Linked DNA regions of Triticum aestivum: region 2 is linked to region 1. Evidence: chromatin contacts called from public Hi-C data. All regions are on one chromosome and are shown on one strand. Each heading gives the region's core, a stretch centred on a gene start, on an enhancer-like site or on the middle of the called end of the contact. The rest is flanking DNA. Distances are from core to core; before and after follow the strand shown. Region 1 has its middle 15 kb from the start of LOC123044582. Region 2 holds the start of LOC123044583 (G-type lectin S-receptor-like serine/threonine-protein kinase B120).

Region 1 (2,700 bases), core at 121-2,620:
GGCAGGTTCGTGCCCCTGCACCTATGTGTCCCTGCGAATTTCTGGATATAAAAAGTGTTATTTTTTGATGAAAAGGAAACAATATGTCTTTTGTTCCTTTCATGCCCATTCGACATTCTTCTTTGGTGTACGATTCATGTAGACTTTAATCTTCCTTCACCGACTAATCTTTTATATCTAAATAGTTAGCTCAGATTAACATTTTTCTCTCTGAATGCAATGAATATGTTTGCGCCGGGTAGGGGTTAGGTTTGCCAAAGATGATCACCAAAACCCTCTGCTTTACATATAGGCATGAATGCTTATGAAAAAATGGTTTGTTTCCACAAACACCTCTTTAAGCATTTTGCATGGCCTAATTTGTCTCTATGAGAAGTTTTTTTTCCCTGGAGCCTATGAGAAGTTATTGTGTCGAGTACTAGAAGTTAATTATGGCAGTGGGCAACGGTGACAGGGAGTGTGCCGGCTAATAAAGTGGTGATGCCGACGAAGATGACGAAAAGTGGTGTATGGGCATCTCCAATGCGGACCCTCAAAAAGTCCACAACGTTCGGATGCAATTTGCCATTGAACACGGTACTTCATTGGTCTGCCGACCAGTCCGGTTGTCGGAATTCTTGCAAAGCGGATGCAAACTGAGATATCCTACCGCAGCACCCCTTGGTCCACAGACAAATACCGTGTCGTGTCCGTTTTAAGGATAGTGTTGGGCATGGCCCAAGATCTGGCGTGTTGTACTTGTACGTGTGCGTTCATTGACGAAGAAAAGGAGAGGTGATACGACAAGCCAGGATGGGGACACCAGTGGCACACCACCACCAGCACAAGTCCACAACCTCTTTTTGTGTTGTAGTGGAGTGACTTGTTCCTTCACTAGCGCATCTATGAAGTGATGCGATGTGATCCAGGTGGACAAGGTGCTTAACTTTGGTTCAGGAAGAATCCTTTTTCGCTTCGGCCCTACTCTTGAGCCTTGAATAAAGAGTTACTATAACAGTCAGAATTCAATAATCGGGAATACAGTCTTGCTAAGTTTTAGTTGATTGAGACTTTCTTAAGTCTCAGTCGATGATATCCATGTGAACTTATATTTATATTTACATCCATGCATAATTTTTTTTTCAATTTTTTTCTCTCTTGCATATTATATCACTTGACTGACATTTGGTTAAATCTCAATCGACTGAGACCTAGCCATGCCCTCTTGGATAACTACCTCGAGGCTTTGGGCGAGAAAATACAACAATGGTTAGACAAAGAGATATCATAACTATGTTGCTACACAAGAAAAATCGGCGCACGTGAGGCCATCAAGTTCCCGTATAACATACACACGCATGGCGTGACGACCGGCCGCCGGAAAGCCCGCGGATAGATGGACCAGGTCGGTGGGTCGTACTACATGTCCCACGAGCGTAAAGCGGTCTCGACTGCTTGCTTGGACCCGCAACACGGATTTTTAGCTGTACCAACAGAAAAACCGAGAGTTCAGGAACCGGAGGAATGAATGATCAGTGTCACCCACTGCCCACACCCCGGAAAGGCGAATAATGTGATTCACTCGGTAGAATAATATTTAGATCATTCTCGCTTTGCCTTTTGCAGTGCAGCAGGAAAAGAAAAGAGAGAGCTTAAACTGGTTCGATGGAGCAGCAGCTTTCTTGTTTGGAAACGAGCTGTAAGCTTCCAGGGAACGAGGTCGATCAGACTCGAAACTCGATGCCGACCGCTGGATACGACGTTCTCTTCAAGCTACGTTTTGTGTCGCTGTACATAATCTACAGGAGTCCCACGCTATCCGGGAGATAAGGACGCGGACAGGTTCTATATATATCCAATGACTTCCCTGCATAAACAACCCCAAAGCGCAGCAGCTCCTGGCCAGTTTATGCCCATGGACATCATATGGCACGCCCTATAGAAATCTAGCTCCTCCTGGCTTCTCAAGTCTATGCCCACGACCAACAACTCCATATCTATCAGAATAAAATTGTTCAGCAACTCTGCATCGAGACCCGGAACTACCGGGCCGGATAAACAACGAGAGCTCTCGTAGAGAGTCAAGCTGATGATGCCCTTGATGGACAAACAAGCGTTTTTTTGATGGACAAACAAGCGGTTTTGACTGTGCCAACAGAGAACGTGTTACTATTATCTTTGCGGTTGTCGTCGTCGTCGTCGTTTTCTTTCTCCTCCATGATCTCCATTATGGTCGTCATTGTCATGGACCAAACAAGGACCAAGCTATGGGTTTGGTGTTTTCCTTTGCCCTCTCGTATGCCTTTTCTCTCTGAATTCCCGGAGAAAATTGTAGGACGAGCCCGCCCGCACTGCTCGTGCTTTCCTCGTCAGTGTCGATGATCTAAAAGTATATGACAGTACAACCATTGTCACCAGAGTTGCGTTGATTCTAATATAACCAGCCAATTCTGAATTCGTCTCTAGGCGCGACAACAGAAGCAGGAAGTCACATGGCGTGATGGAACAAGATGCATGCGTCCCAAATTATATCCTAATGAAGGAGCCCATGCTGACAACGTGCTGTCTGATGATCCATAATTAGTCAAATACGTAGAGGGCAGGTGAGTGACATGAACACTGATTCGCCCCCGAAAGGGGGTGGAGAATGTGAAACGTCAATTATTCTGTTACACAAAGTGCAAGTTGAGCTGGAGATGAGGGGCTTGGAATGGATCATCA
Region 2 (2,700 bases), core at 65-2,564, 220 kb before region 1:
CCGTCCCACACAGCCCCACCTGGCTAGTTAGTTTCCCACTTTTGAACCTGATCCTTTTGATGCACCATTGTACAGTGAAGTGTGAATGATGTTTGTCTAGCACACGAAAAGAAGATGCTCGCAATTTGCAATTCAGACTAAGCCGACAGCTGATGCTGCCTAGCGCCGACTGGAACCACTAAAACAAAACACAAACTGGATTGCCTCAGGAATGAACAATACACAACCTCCTAAAAGGAAATATAAGAAAACATACCAGATGACAGATTCCATATTTCCTTAGGTAGATGGCAAAAGAACAGAATTACAGAACACCTAGCAGGTTAACTACTACTCCTTTTTTAGAAGAACTAGCATGTTGATAACACCTGATTTACTAAGCACATGAATGCCCCAATAAAATATAGTACTAGTCTCTACAACATTCCTACAGTATAATTATTTAAAATTTGGCACACAAAAAAACGAAGCAAACTATACTTCTCCAAGGAAAAGATGGCAGGGAACGGGGCATGGAGAAGCTGACCTCCAGAATGGAACATTGCCGTCTCTCCAGATGAAGGCTTGGCTGGGGTTGGCCGGATCGAGGCCGAGCGCGAACCGGCCCGGCGAGGGGTCCGTCTCGCTGGCCCAGGACGTAAAGAGCATCCGCTCCGGCGGGCCCCTGACCTGCGCCCTTACCTCGGCGTTGACGCTGATGCGCATCCCGGAGAGCATGGTGTCGGACGGGTGCCAGAAGCTGTCCCAGATGACGGTGCCGTCGACGTCGCGCACCTGGAGGGAGCCCGAGTCTTGGATGACGGCCGAGTAGCCGCCCCGCGGCGCGGCCCGCGTGGTGGTGTTGGAGGACCAGAGCATGGGCGCGCCGTCCTTGGCGGCGCCGTCGAGCACGCGGAGCTCGCCGCCGGCCGTGAGCGTGAGCGAGGGCGCGGCCGCCGCGGCCGCGTTCACGCGGTTGGCCACCCACGCGACGGTCCTGGGCTGGGTGTCGCGGTACCAGACGCAGAGGTAGAGGCGGGCCGGGCGCGCGGGGTCCGGCGCGTGGAAGCCCAGCTCGAACACCCCCGACGGCGAGGACACCAGCGTCGCCGGCGCCGTCAGCGAGTCCCCCTGCTTCAGCGTGTCCGTGGCCGCCGCCGCCGCCACGGCCAGCGCGGTGCAGAGCGAGAAGAGGAGACGGGAAGCCGCCATCGCCGTGGACACAGCACAGCAGGCCCTCCCTCCCTCCCCCTGGCTCGCTGATTTTGCCTACTGGGGCGCCCAGCCAGCCACCAACTACCACCTCACTGGTGGCGAGCAGACAGAGGGCGAGGGAGTGCGTTATGGCGAGACCGATGTCGTGGATTTGTTTAATTAGCGGAGAGCCTAAGCACGCGTATAGTAGCTTTGCTTTCGGGTTGGTTCAAAAGCGATTTGCCGGCCGGTGAGCCGCGGCCGGGGTGCGTGGCCCGGCTTGTCCCACGGTGTGAGCCCCGGCCAGGGCAAGGCAGGATGGGGAGGGCCATGATACAAACGGAACATAACGTGCGCGATCCTTGTGTCCCTATCTCCCGAGTGCCGTCGCCCAGTGCAGCACAGCACAGCGCAGCGCAGCACGGGGCTCATGGTGGGAGATCGGCCTCGGCGTCCACACATGCCGGGGGAAAAGGGAAGGCGACACCACCATGGTTCCGGATCTTTTTGTGCTCTACTGGAATACCACCTTTGTGGCTATGTGGTGTGCATATGGGCATGCACAAGGCATTTGCCTGGGTAGTCCTGCCGACGTGCCAAAGAAGAGCTGTAAACTCAGTACTCTACACATGCCTTTAGCACGGGGAAGATTTCATATATTTTTTCAACCATTTGAGAGTCTCGTTTTGCTCTCGGTGCGACGGCGTTTGGTGGCTAGACGATGCAGGATCGCCGTGTCGCCGTGGAAGAAAAATGCGTGCGCGCGCACGCACGCGCTTGCGGCCGTCGAGTTCCCAGAACATGCACCAACGAGCAACGACCGCTGGAAAGGCATACGGGAAAACATGGCCGCATTTGTTGGTTGGTTCGTCGTACGGTTCTTGTGACTGCGCGTAAAGTGGTCTGGGGCTGCTTCCTTGATTGGACCCGCAACACGCATTCCTGGCTGTACCAACTTAAACCAGAGAGGGGCCCGGGAAGGAATGATCACAGGTTGTGCCCGCAGCGGCGCCTCTGCTAACTTGGTTTGCAAAGGTGGATTTCATGGCTTTTATGGAGCAATAATTATGTGATTTAGCACTAGTATATACTCCTACCAGAGCTTTTGGGCTGGAGGGTCCTGCGCACTCTCAAATCATTCTCTACTTTTCGTATGAAATGAAAGCAAGTCTAAACCAGTTCCATATTCAGCGGCAGCTGTCTTGTTTTTTTACAGTTAGGGGAAAAATATATCCCTCTAGCTACAGTTAGAAATTAATTGTCCAAGCACGAGCTTGGAACAGATCAAACTCAACCTCGATGTCCATTGTTGGATGTAGTCGTGTTCTCTTCAAGCTACATGCCACCCCGCAGCAACAAAAAATGCCTACATCTGCACAAGTACCAAGGTAAAGCATATCTAGCAGATTCGGTGTATGTCCGTCTTATAAAATCGGGATAGGGTATACCGCAAAACGTTTTATTGAATTTTTAGGGTATGATATGTGTGAGGGCAGAACAGATTATGTTATATTATTGTCAAAATAG

The links. A called contact is a pair of places that touch in the nucleus more often than the background predicts.
Region 2: a contact with region 1 is called in a Hi-C map of leaf, with 4 times the contacts expected there. The contact joins the promoter of LOC123044583 here to the enhancer-like site in region 1. A contact is called at or near these places in 3 of 5 Hi-C or Micro-C datasets (leaf and an unstated tissue) and 1 of 1 datasets of contacts at active chromatin or transcription factors (leaf).

What each region holds. Positions count from the first base shown.
Region 1 is chr2B:245,260,696-245,263,395 of IWGSC CS RefSeq v2.1, reverse strand. No RefSeq gene overlaps it. Among protein-coding and RNA genes, the nearest start is that of LOC123044582, 15 kb to the right of the region's middle. Within about 2 kb of position 1,370, at least 3 of the 8 cell types and tissues checked have an H3K27ac peak or open chromatin away from gene starts, as enhancers often do. A contact at or near this core is called in leaf, where this site is marked.
Region 2 is chr2B:245,480,781-245,483,480 of IWGSC CS RefSeq v2.1, reverse strand. It overlaps LOC123044583 (G-type lectin S-receptor-like serine/threonine-protein kinase B120), which reads right to left and starts at 1,314. Exons shown (of 9, transcript XM_044467367.1): 1 at 527-1,314. The coding sequence starts at 1,191.